Regions from separate parts of the Zea mays genome. Here regions 1 and 2 are each linked to region 3. A link is a contact called in public Hi-C data. All regions are on one chromosome and are shown on one strand. The core of a region is the stretch at or near the end of the contact, and the rest is flanking DNA. Distances in the headings are between cores, read along the strand shown. Region 1 holds the start of LOC100286306 (vacuolar ATP synthase subunit B). Region 2 holds the start of LOC100277470. Region 3 holds the start of LOC100274015 (kaurene oxidase1).

What was found. A called contact is a pair of places that touch in the nucleus more often than the background predicts.
Region 1: a Hi-C map of tassel shows a contact between it and region 3, with 2.7 times the contacts expected there. The contact joins the promoter of LOC100286306 here to the promoter of LOC100274015 in region 3. A contact is called at or near these places in 3 of 25 Hi-C or Micro-C datasets (ear, endosperm and tassel).
Region 2: a contact with region 3 is called in a Hi-C map of tassel, with 2.3 times the contacts expected there. The contact joins the promoter of LOC100277470 here to the promoter of LOC100274015 in region 3. A contact is called at or near these places in 2 of 25 Hi-C or Micro-C datasets (ear and tassel).

Annotation. Positions count from the first base shown.
Region 1 is chr9:83,539,274-83,543,412 of Zm-B73-REFERENCE-NAM-5.0, reverse strand. It overlaps LOC100286306 (vacuolar ATP synthase subunit B), which reads left to right and starts at 1,427. Exons shown (of 15, transcript NM_001159193.2): 1 at 1,427-1,580; 2 at 1,918-1,985; 3 at 2,762-2,817; 4 at 2,921-3,019; 5 at 3,146-3,205; 6 at 3,530-3,641; 7 at 3,796-4,001. The coding sequence starts at 1,928.
Region 2 is chr9:84,613,543-84,617,745 of Zm-B73-REFERENCE-NAM-5.0, reverse strand. It overlaps LOC100277470, which reads left to right and starts at 1,743. Exons shown (of 13, transcript NM_001279564.2): 1 at 1,743-1,920; 2 at 2,002-2,057; 3 at 2,142-2,259; 4 at 2,355-2,417; 5 at 2,505-2,573; 6 at 2,673-2,839; 7 at 3,485-3,549; 8 at 3,622-3,668. The coding sequence starts at 1,816.
Region 3 is chr9:84,057,091-84,061,096 of Zm-B73-REFERENCE-NAM-5.0, reverse strand. LOC100274015 (kaurene oxidase1) reads left to right here and starts at 2,093. Exons shown (of 8, transcript NM_001148400.1): 1 at 2,093-2,301. The coding sequence starts at 2,166.

The DNA of each region.
Region 1 (4,139 bases), core at 178-2,677, 520 kb after region 3:
CTCGTTAGTGTAGCGAGCCGCGGAATTAGGCTCGACTTGGGCTCGTTTAGGCTCGCGAGCCTCACCGAGCCGAGCCTGATCGAGCCCGAGCCGGCTCGCGAGCCTCGAGCTTTTTTTTTCCAGCCCTAGTTGCGACGGCTCACAACAATACCCACGTAAATTATCCACCAAAAAGATCTCAAGATTTTTTATTAGTTGTCTCCACTCTTCACATAATATTTTTTATGAACCACGGGTACCATAGGCAGCAAATCAGAGACCCCCATCCCTCGCGTCCCCACTTCTAAGGTTTCGTAGAGCAGGAGGGGAAGAGAAGAGGCGGGCATACCTGTTCGTTGCCAGAGAAGGACACGACGAAGACCTGGGCATCTGGAGTCGACATAGGTTGTATACCGCTAGATATATAGGGAGAGAGCACACAAGCAGAGAAAGAAGCCCAACCGGAGCAGCTCCAAACCAAGAGACACCCGCACCAGGCGTCAGTCCGAAAAGGGCGAGAGAATGCGAGTGTCTTCCCAGCCTTGTACCCGCCGAAGCGACACAATACCACCACCAACTCCGTAGCATATGTCGACTCCTGCCACACTATGACCTTAGTTGTCCAATATCTCAGACCTGGACTCCTCATCGCTAGAATAACCTAAGCGTGACAGGCACCACCATGTCCTACTCGACGGCACGCACGAAGAAAGGCCAGGAGCATGACCGACTCACCCTGTATCCGCGTCGACGAGCGTCGGTCGGCTTGTGGCTACGACCGTGGGCAGGGGCAACAGGTTGGGAGGAAGAACAGGGCGAAGGCCGGGAAGACGAACGAGACGTCCGACGACGGCGAAAACGATGGTGCACGCATGATGTGAAATGTCCTCGTGGACGTGCAATAGCCACTGCGCGAGTCGATGTCGGGGCTGACGTTGGACGAATACAGGGAGGAGGCACCTGCTCCTACGCCCTCTGCCGAGAATGGTGTGGCGCGGAGATAGAGGCATGGCAGGAGAGAGAAAAGAAGTAGAATGATGGACGAGGTGGTGGCAACTGAGGCGAGGACCATCATTATCGTGCGGAGGTATAAATGACTAAATGAGAAGTGTCTAGCAAGCCGGCCCGAGGCACGACCAATTTAACAGTGATTGGGCCAACCCGTCACGAGTGTCATGCAGTGTTTGGGCCATAGCCTCGGTTCGTAGTGCTGGCTCGAAAATCATATTAAAAAAGGAATATTAATAATTATAATATAGTATTAATATCATTAGATAGATTTTAAGTCTAGTTTATAATAAAATTATTTAGAGATATAAATATTAATAATACTTATTTATAAATCTAGTTAACGTTTGATATCGGACGGCGGTTTGGGATTCAATGCCGAAAATTCCGTAATCGTTCAGGGCAAAGACGCAAAACGTCCGTCTGCCCCTCTCTGGTTATAATTTTGGGCATTAATTGCACGTCTCCTCCCCACCTCTCCTTCCCTCCACCCGTGCCGTCGCCTCGCCTATCCGATCTGCCACCTCCTCCCGTCTCGCACGTTCCTTCCCAACTCCGCAGCGTAGCCTCTCCGCGGCGCGATCCAGATCCAGGTACGCCTTCTTCCGGCCCCGCAATCTCATCTCCACCCCCGCTCCTCCTCCGGCAATCCATCGCTCGGGTTGTCCCTACTGGGCGACACGAGGGCGGCCACGCCCACCGCCGAAACACTCTCTGATCTGTGCCCAGCCTGCCTCCGCACTTTCTCCCTCTTCCGTTCAGCAACAGCGGCTGCGGTTTTACTCTGTCTGTTGCCGATTTGTTTGGATTGCTGATCTCTCTACAATTTCTGGTGGATCGGATAGTCAGAGTGATCTGTGTGGATTGGGGTAACTCGGATCAGCTCCGCTCCTTTTTCTCGGTTCTGATGGCGTGGCTGGCTGTTGCCAGGTTTTTCAGCATGGGCCTGGTGAAGGAAGGCATCGACATGGAGGAGGGAACCCTTGAGATCGGCATGGGTGAGTTACTAGCGACGAGATCCAAGCTCGCGCGCAGTATTCCTTAGGATGTTTAGTATTTATCCTTTCAGCTGTTGATGTGTCGCATAGTCATACCGATGCATCACTGGTACTAGCATCCTAGCGTGGATATGTAGTGATGATTTGCACTTTGAGGAGACAAACACATTGCTTATAAATGATCCTAAGCTATGAGACAATATATTGGGTCATCGGCTAGCTTATAGCTTGGTTGCATTACCAATGCTTTGGATTTTATAAACGCATGGTATTAGTATATAACACTGTAGATTCTCCTAACAATACATCAACTCACTTCACAAGGCTTTTGTTAAACCATACTACAATAGTGCAACAGGATGCATCTAGTTTAGCTTGTAGATTTGCTGTTTCAACTATGTAACTAGTTTCAGGTCTGGCACACTTGCTAGATCACACTTTTAGTTTAAAATTAGTTCATCTATTTGCATGTATTGCTTTTCGGGAATTGTGATTCATGTCACATCCAATGTGGAGGCTTCATGAATTACCAATTACTGAATCTTCGATGTATTGGTCTGCATGCCTGCATTGAGCCATTGACACATGCCACTGCCATTATAAATATAAGACTTCTTTTGTGTTATATGGGTAACAGAAATTTGCTGATCAAAGTGCATACCTTGGGCTTCTTTTGTGGAAGGTGTATGCCTGTTTGAAATCATGCTTTTTGGGCTACGTTACAAAGGTGACATGTACTAGTTAGTAGTTAGTAATTTACCTGTGTACCTGTGCAGAGTACAGGACTGTATCTGGTGTTGCTGGGCCTCTGGTCATATTGGATAAAGTAAAGGTGTGCACAGTTTTCTCCAATATGATGCTAACTACCCTGCAGATTTTGAACAGCTCATTCTGCTAGCCTCTTATACTTCCTTTGCTTGTGTATCCATCATTAGGGCCCAAAGTACCAAGAAATTGTAAACATCCGACTTGGAGATGGCACCAATCGCCGTGGTCAAGTCCTGGAAGTTGATGGCGAAAAAGCTGTTGTGCAGGTTACTTCTCCATTCTCCTGATTGTTTTTTAGCAGTAGTTCTAATTTGATTTTGATTCTGCAGTATGGTCATGTTAGTTCCATTCCCAGAAAACTTAGTTTGTTAATTAACTGCATTATTCATCAGGTCTTTGAAGGAACTTCTGGAATAGACAACAAATACACAACCGTGCAGTTTACAGGCGAGGTACTTCATCTTGTGATTTTATTTGTTATTTACTTATCAATGAAGTGTTTAGTAGGCAAAAACACTTTGGGCTAGATCATTTCAATTTGGGAATCTAGTCCATAAGGCAAATTTACAAGATATATGATAAGCACACCTTGTTCCACCATAAAGTTATCTATAGTAGTCATGTTAATTGTCAATTGTATAGTTTATACCAATAGAAGAATAAAGTCCACAGATCTACCAGGTTAAATTTAACAATGATATTGTTTTCTTTAGTACCCTGTTTATTGAGAAATTCCCATCTTGTTTGATTATACAGTCATTGTGTTTCTTTTACAGGTTTTGAAAACTCCTGTCTCACTTGATATGCTTGGGCGCATTTTTAATGGTTCTGGAAAACCTATTGACAATGGCCCCCCGATATTGCCCGAAGCCTACTTGGATATCTCTGGTAAGTAATTTCTGGTTCTAGCATGCTGCTCTACAATACTCATGGTTAAGTGCATGCTGTCGTGCAGAGTAGGTTTTAGACGTATTGGTTAATTGAGTTAAATCAATGAGTCCATCTTTAAATTTTGTAAATATGTACTCTGATTTTGCTGCAGGAAGTTCTATTAACCCCAGTGAGAGAACCTATCCAGAGGAGATGATCCAAACTGGGATATCCACCATTGATGTCATGAATTCCATTGCTCGTGGACAAAAGATTCCACTGTTTTCTGCTGCTGGGCTCCCTCACAATGAAATTGCTGCTCAGATTTGTCGTCAGGCTGGTCTTGTGAAGACATTGGAGAAAGGAAAGCATGCTGAGGTAGCTAATGTGTTCTAACTTCTAACTGCAACCCTACTGGCATGCCCTCCCCCTTATCCAAAAAACATATTTTTCAGTGCACAAACAGTTGAAAACACATCTGAGCTGTTAAAAAATCAGAGATATCTCTTACATAGA
Region 2 (4,203 bases), core at 494-2,993, 560 kb before region 3:
ACCAAATCACCTAGTTTAGGTTTTACAACCTTCGTACCTTTTAGCAAGTTTATACTCCCCATTCATCTTTTAAATTTTATGTTTAGTTGTGTCATGCAACTTTCAAATGAAATCAACATGTTGCAAAGCATCTAATTTCACAATTTCAAGAGGCAAAGGTAATAAATCAATTGGATCATGTGGATTAAAACCATACACTACTTGAAACAGACTAAATTTTGTTGTGGAGTGTACATCCCTATTATAAGCAAATTTAACATGTGGCAAACACTCAGATAAGTAAGCCTTACTTGCAACCACGTCTCGCCTGTCTAACAACTAGATAATTGTTACCTCTAACAACCAAATAAGTAAGGCTTACTTACAACCACCACGACCGCCTTCTTCTCCTTGTTGTTGCTGTCATATATTAACTCCCAACTTACCATATCTTTCCCCATCTCTGCCTCCGTCATCTAGATTCTTCCGCACAACCATAGAGGACATCAACCTTCCTCCATTGGCAAGCACCTCAAACAGCTATCGTGACTCTTCATCGCCATGCGCCTCTGCAGGTAGCGGAGCAAGACACAGCCAAGGGAAAGGAGGAGGCATCGCCACTGGTGATGTGTGGCTGAGACTCGGGAGAGGAGGAGGAGGCGCTTCATATCCTAAGTTTAGTTTAATATTGGTTGTTGGTAGATAATTTGTGAGATACTAAGGTCAATGATAATATATGTATTGCTCATTTTAATATAATCGTTATATGCTAATATTTTATCGAATTATGCACCATCGCAAGATACATGCATTGTACTAGTTTGAATTAAGCCTCACAATCCACAACAATATACGCCACATAGGTCTAATTCAAAGTAGATCAAATGCGAGCATGCCAATAGTTATTTATACATTTGTTCATTCTCAAGACCAATACAATACAAGTTTTCAAAAATTTAAAACAATGCACATCCCTAGTGTATCTATAGATTTTATCTTAAAATTTGACATACAAATTCAATGTAGAAAGTTTTATAAAAATAATAAATCTTAGCTTCATATGTGCACCATGAAAACAAAATTCCTACATATTAGTATTCTTCTCTGTCTCGATGAAATGAGCTAGAAATACAAAAAAAATAATAAATCTTAGATACATGTATGCACTACAAAGACAAATCTTAGGTCTTGATCGTTAAAAAAAACAGAAATAATACATGAATAAATTCATTTCAAGAAATGAGGAAAGAGTAAAATACATTTCTGGTGCTCAAACTTGTCGTCCTGTGTCATTTCAATCCACAAACTTTTAAAGTGTGTCAGTGCGATTTTTAATCGTTGTTTGGGTCTCAGTTAGGTTTACACATGTCGTGGTTAACATATTAACCCTACATGTCATCATGTGAATGTGGAAAATAGAGAAAAAAAGATACACATGTTGATATATGGAGTACTAGACTGACATATTTTAGACCTAACAGAGATCCGAACAATGATTAAGTACTAGACTGACATATTTTAAAGTTTGTAAAATGGAATGACATATAATTATTATAAGTTTAAGAATTGGAAATGTATTTTACTCAATGAAGAAAGGTTTGGTTTGCAAAATGAATAGTCAAATGGTGGGCACCATGGAAGCCCCGCTGCCTAAAATGGTACACAGTACGCCGAATCCTCTCCCGGCACCGCAACCGCTGTTCCTCTGCGCGGAACGCGCGCGCGCCACAGCCGATCAGCCACCGCAGGATTCCTCGTCCACCGCGACCATTCGGCTTCTCCCCAATCCCGGCACGGCGGCACGGGACCTCTCCCTCTCTCTCCCGCTGGCGGGCGATGGCCTCCTCCTCCTCCTCACCTGCGCCCGCCCTGGCCGGGGAGGCGCTACGCCAGAAACGCATCCTCTCCAGCAAGCTCTACCTCGAGGTCCCGTCCTCCAAGGTCGGTCGCGGGCATCGTCCCATCTCTAGCTTCCAAGATACGCGCGAGCTGTCCTTGTCTCAATCCAATGTTTTCTTGCAGGCGCCGGTGGTTTACTCGCCGGCATACGACATCTCCTTCCTCGGCCTTGAGAAGCTGTGAGCTGCCTTCCCGCCTGTCCACCACCTATGCAGAAATACGCATCGGCGTTCAAATGTTTTTGACACGGCGTGCGTGTGCAGGCACCCGTTTGAATCCGCCAAATGGGGCCGCATCTGTAGGTACCTCACCAGGGAAGGGTACCTCGACAAGAAACAGATGGTGGAGCCATTGGAAGCCTGCAAGGAGGATTTGCTAGTGGTAATTAATCAAGAATCAGGAATCTGATTTTCGCCTGGTTCAGACTTCATAGTGTATTTGGTCTGATGAATCCCTTGCATGGCTTGATTAACCAGGTGCACACGGAGGCGTATTTGAACAGTCTCAAATGCAGCTTCAGAGTTTCCTCCATTGTAGAGGTATTGATTTTTCAGAAGTGGGGTTGGCCTGATTGGTGGTGAATTATGTATTGTGGTTGAGTGATTGACAGGTGTTTGATATCTTAGGTCCCTCCTGTGTCGCTTGTCCCTAATTGGATTGTGCACAGAAAGCTACTACACCCCTTCCGGAAGCAGGTATTCTAGTGTGAATATGTGTTTGCCTTTTTGGATTATTTGTAAATTCGTATGCATAATGTGATTATCAGGGGAGGATGATAAAATTTCTTTTCACAGGTGGGTGGGTCCATTTTATCAGCCAAACTTGCATTTGAGAGAGGTTGGGCTATTAATGTTGGTGGAGGATTTCACCATTGTTCAGCAGATGAAGGGGGTGGATTTTGTGCATACGCTGACATCTCTCTCTGCATCCAGTTTGCTTTTGTCCGTCTAAATATCTCAAGGTAAACCCTTTATCGGTAGTTTTGTTTGCTATAATAACTATGTTTTCGTGAGTTATATGCTTGATTGGGTGAGTCTCTTATTATGCTTGTTTGACTGCACATTCTGCTTATGCTCCCTCCAGTGACCAAACAATGTCATTTTCGTGTAATCGCAGACTTTCAGTTAAGTTATTGAATTTTGATCGTCAATTACTTAATGTTTATTGATCTGAACAGCGAGAAATGGTATGAGTAGTTCGTCTCAGAAGTACAGTCATTCAGTTGTGGTATGGTTTGCCAATGTATTATTGTAGACATTACTAGTCAAAGTTCTGTTTTGGAAACCATGTCAGTGTCTAAAAATGTCACTCTTTTTGTTACTGGAGCGATTATAAGGAAGAACGTTATTGTGGATGCATCCATTGTTCGCATGCATCAGTGTTGTAAGAAGGTGCAGGATTTGTTGTACTACGACGCTGAAATGTGCGACTGATGAGTGCATCCACAACACAGTTTCTGTGATGTGAATCCATCCTAGAACAGTGCAAGGCTTGTAGACATCCTCTCAGGCAGTTGGTCAATATATATTTACATTGTTGGCAGTCCTATGCAAGGGTGTAACATAGCTATACAAATAAATTGACCTTCTTTTTCAAACATTTGCAGTGTATTGATCATAGACCTGGATGCCCACCAAGGAAATGGACACGAAAAAGATTTTGCTAATGATGGTACATATTTTAATTTTCTTTGGATTTTGGTTCTTTATATTTGTCAATTTGATACCAGTTTATCGCTCACAGGAAGGGTTTACATTTTAGACATGTACAATGCTGGAATTTATCCCTTTGTAAGAGTCTACATCATCACCCTCACTCCTTAGATATATGTAGTATATGAAGCTATTTTTCTTTTGTGATCTGTTGCTCTTATATATTGTCATTATGAAATGCATATTGATGGAGATATTACTTATGCGGAACTTTCTTATCTCACTTCTTGAACAAGTTTTATTGTTAAACCCTAAATGTACAATCATCTTTTTGAACAAGCTCTTTTGTGCAGCATTTAGATGATGTAATTGTTCACAGATCGAAATTGAAAAACAGCAGTTTTTGTCTCGAACGAAGTAGGAGAGATACGTGTTATTTCATATAGAAGAGAAAAAAATAGTACAAGGAGAGATCAAAAGACCTCTCCAAGAGAAAAACAGCAGTTCCATCCAACTGTTATACTGCAATGAATTCCGACGGTATCATGCTATCAGTTTTGTAACAGTCCACGTTAATATGATGTAGACACCAAAATAAAGGACGAGTTTTGTATTTATGGTTTCAGTTTCATTGGTACCAGATATATTCCTGATTCTTGTTCTTTGTAAACTT
Region 3 (4,006 bases), core at 844-3,343:
GGCCACTTACCTTCGATGCAAGGGATGTCGATCTCCGCAGTGCGCCCACGCGGATGCGCAGGTGATAAATTGTAGAGTGGTAGGGTGGGATATGCACAAAGTACTTGTTGACAACGGTAGCCAGGTAGACATCATCTTCCGGCACACCTTCGACCGTATGGGCATAAGTCATAGCCTCCTCAAGCCAGCAGACAACCCCCTTTATGGCTTTGGAGGAAAAGGAATCTTTCCACTCGGCAAAATTGAATTACCACTATCATTCGACACTGCGCCAAATGCAAGAAATGAGCAGATCACCTTCGACATAGTCGATATGGTTTATCCCTACAACGCCATCATGGGGCGAGGATCCATCAATAAACTTGAAACAGTTATACACGGATTATACCTATGCATGAAGATCCTAGGCCCCCAAGGTGCAATCACCATATACGGAGACCAGTAGGTCACCAGGAACATAGAAAGAGATTTCATTCCTGGCCAGCGCAATGTGCCCTACCTATGTCGCCTTAAGATGCCCAGGTCTTCGTCGTGTCCTTCTACGGCAACGAACAGGTATGTCCGCCTCTTCCCTTCCCTTCCTGCTCTACAAACCTTGGAAGTGGATGAGGCGATGGATGGGGGTCCCTGATTTGATGCCTATGGTATCCGTTCGATGGCTCGACATTGCCTGTCTACATGACATTTCCCTTACCACGGTGTCGACTCGGTATGCTTCTACCACTTATGTGTACCTGTCACCCATCGTTCTGTCATTGCAAATATTAGTGTGTTGTTCCTCTGTTGTTTTGGGTGTTAGTTTTTTGTTGTGCTAGGGACTGAATATAATTTGGGTCTATTAATACTTTATTTATTGTATGCACGTGGTTTGCGTTTTTCTGATGGTGGGTCATGGATCCTGCAAAATATGTGTTAACATTTGGAGATCCATGCGGGCACTACCACAGGGTGCTCGTCCCTTGTGTTATTGGCTCTTGCATGCATTAGGACGTTTCTGAAACCACATTGGTGCAATAGAATCCATGTTGTTTGAGGTTGCTGAATTGGATGGAGCAACAATGTTTTTTCACACTAACAATAAAAGGAAAGATTATTTGTTGGTTTCAAACGTTAGTAATTGCTATAAAGTGCCATAATTTGTAAGGAGCACATCCAGTTTTTATTGATGATTGACTTTAGCAACCACTCCATATTTTGACCTATCTTTTTTGTAAGTTTGAGTTCATGTGACTTATTTTAGAAACTTGAGCTCACAAACTTTCTCTTATTTGGTCTATGTATGGTGGAATTATGTCATTCTATAATCTCTATTCGTTCAGTCAGTCATTGTGAACTCTCTTCTAATCGCTCCCTTCATTGATCATTGAACGTGTTGTACCAAGACATATTGGATGGAGTAAACAACAACATCAGTTAGTCAAATAAAAAAATTATACGGAGAGCGGAGACAATCAATAAAAAAACTTTAGATCTTTTTGGTGGATAGTTTACGTAGGTATTGTTGTGACCCGTCGCAACGCACGGACAACCGACTAGTATGACTTTATCTTTGTGAAGCTTATCGAAAGTGCATATCACATGTAATAAAAAAGTAGATGAATCAAAGGACACCCAGCGTTCGCCTCCCCAAACTTTTCCCTTCCTTCCCACCACGGGGATGAAAACGGTCGGAAACGGTATTTATTCGGTAATCAGTTTTTAGTCGTTTTTTATTGTGAATAAATAGGATAGAATCAAAAATACAAATTTGTATTCATTGTTTTTAACATTTAGCTTATAAAGATTTATAAAAGGTAAATCTCAAATTTATCATATATTTTCTCAAATAATAGATATAAACTTCGGTATGGATTTAAAAATAAATTCGGTAAAATTTTCAATTTTTATGTTATAGGGAGCAAATAATAAATAAAATAATTTTATATCAAATTTTATATATATCTATTTTAAAATATAAAATTTGTTAACGGTTCGGCTTTCATCCCTCAAGGGGCCACGTCTCGCTCGCGTCGCGTCGCGTTCACCTGCTGCTGCGTTTTTGGTACAGTATAAAGGCCGTCCGTCGCGCCGCGCTGTCCCTCATCTCCAGTCTCCCTCTCCACTCTGCGGCCCGGTCGATCCCCATTCCGATCCATCGCACGGGCAGCGCCCAGTCCGGTTCACTCATGGAGTCTCTAGTGGCTGCGCTCCCCGCGGGCGGCGCTGCGGCGGCGGCGGCCTTCGGTGGGCTGGTGGCCGCTGCCGCGCTCGCCGGAAAGGTCGGCCTTGTCGGGTCCAAGAAACACCTCAACGCGCCCCCAGGTCAGTCACCCGACATGATCCCGCGCTCTCAATCTAATGCGGAACCTGTCGTTCTGATCCTTTATTTAGCCCGGATCCTTGCGTCGGTAGAAACTGTTTATTTCTTACTACGTTGTTCCAGACTTCCAGTTAGTTTGGTGGTGTGACCGTGAGGAGCACTCTTTAGTTTGTTGTGAGGACTGACCGTGTAAGCGAATTTCGTGTGGTTAAAAGATCCCTTCCACGCCAAAGCGTAAAGATTCGGTTCCGGTCGTGATTGTTCCACTATGATAGATGGGGCACTGGCGACCTACTCGCTCCGTGCATGTGATTTTGTCGTTTTATGTTGTCAAACTATTTTAATTTTAATTAACAATATATAAAGTTAAATTATTTTAAATTTAAGGAACTACATATTATTGTAGTTTAAGTCACGATTAATCTAGTAACTATTTTTATGTTATAAATCTTATGAAACATCCGTCAAAATTGACGATGATTTAGACTAAATACAAAACGACTAAATCAGGACGAAGGGAATATGTGATAAGCTCGGCCTCCGTCTAGTTTTTAATTTTTATGTTCTTTATGGGGTGATGGAGGGTTTAAGAAAAATTATTTCCAGCATTCCCAATAATCACGTCCGCGCATCCACATTTATTGTGGATATTTATTGTGGATATAAATAAATTATTTCTTACGTTTCCTAGTGTAGTTGCTAATCCTAGTAAAAAATGAAGGGTATGGATTCTGATCGATGCCATGCATACTGGACCACTACCGATTACCGAATCACATTCTGAGCGTGCCTGGGAATAGTTTAAGGTGGAGGTGGAGCTGTGCAAAACTATGCCTAGTTCTGTGGTATGCTCTCCTTTAGTGCACGCGTATCAGTATCGGTGGACTACTACGCCAACGTGCCTAACTGCCTAAATACTTTCTGTTTCAGAATTAAAATCCTGACCTCGAATTATAGCAGTTCCTTAACCTGACAATAAGGCACAATCAGTAGGCTGTGTGAAATTTACAGTGAAAATTTCTTGATTCATGTCTCTTACGCATGAGCACAAGTTGTGAACGAAAGAGAAGCTTCCAGACGTTTCTGAGTTGTTTTAAGTACTCTAGTATGTATGGAGTGTGGAATACTAATAGCGCCATCTCCATGGCCCCACCTAATTCATTGTCGCAGATCAGTTCAATATCAATCTTGTTGTACTTGGACTGTACATAGGTCTGACCTTCCACCAACTGACAGCAACAACTAAAGCCATGTATATTTTTCTTCGAAAAAGTTATGCAAAGCAGTCGGCAGTCTTGATATTTCCATGTGCAGTGTCACAGGGGAAATTTGATATTTCGTACGTTCATTTATATTTCTAAGAAAATAATTTTTATATAAGAAGGGATAAAATGGGTGATTCTTCCTCCGAAACGCACACTAAAAGAGTGATTCGTACAGTTGAGTCACTGCCGAAAAGGAGACTCCTGAAATTTCAGTACTACCTTATTTAAAGGCTTGCTGCGAAAGGGTCTCTAGCTGAGTTGGTTATGTGGTCTGAAAGTGTTTTTTAAATTGGTGTCCTTAGTTTTGGTGGTGTGCTCACCTATACCCTTAGTCGTGTTTTTTTGTTCAGCTGTGCCCTTCTGTTCTATAGCACTGGAAGGGCACAGTTGAGCAAAAACACGACTAAGGGTATAAGTGAGCACACCATCAAAACTAAGGGCA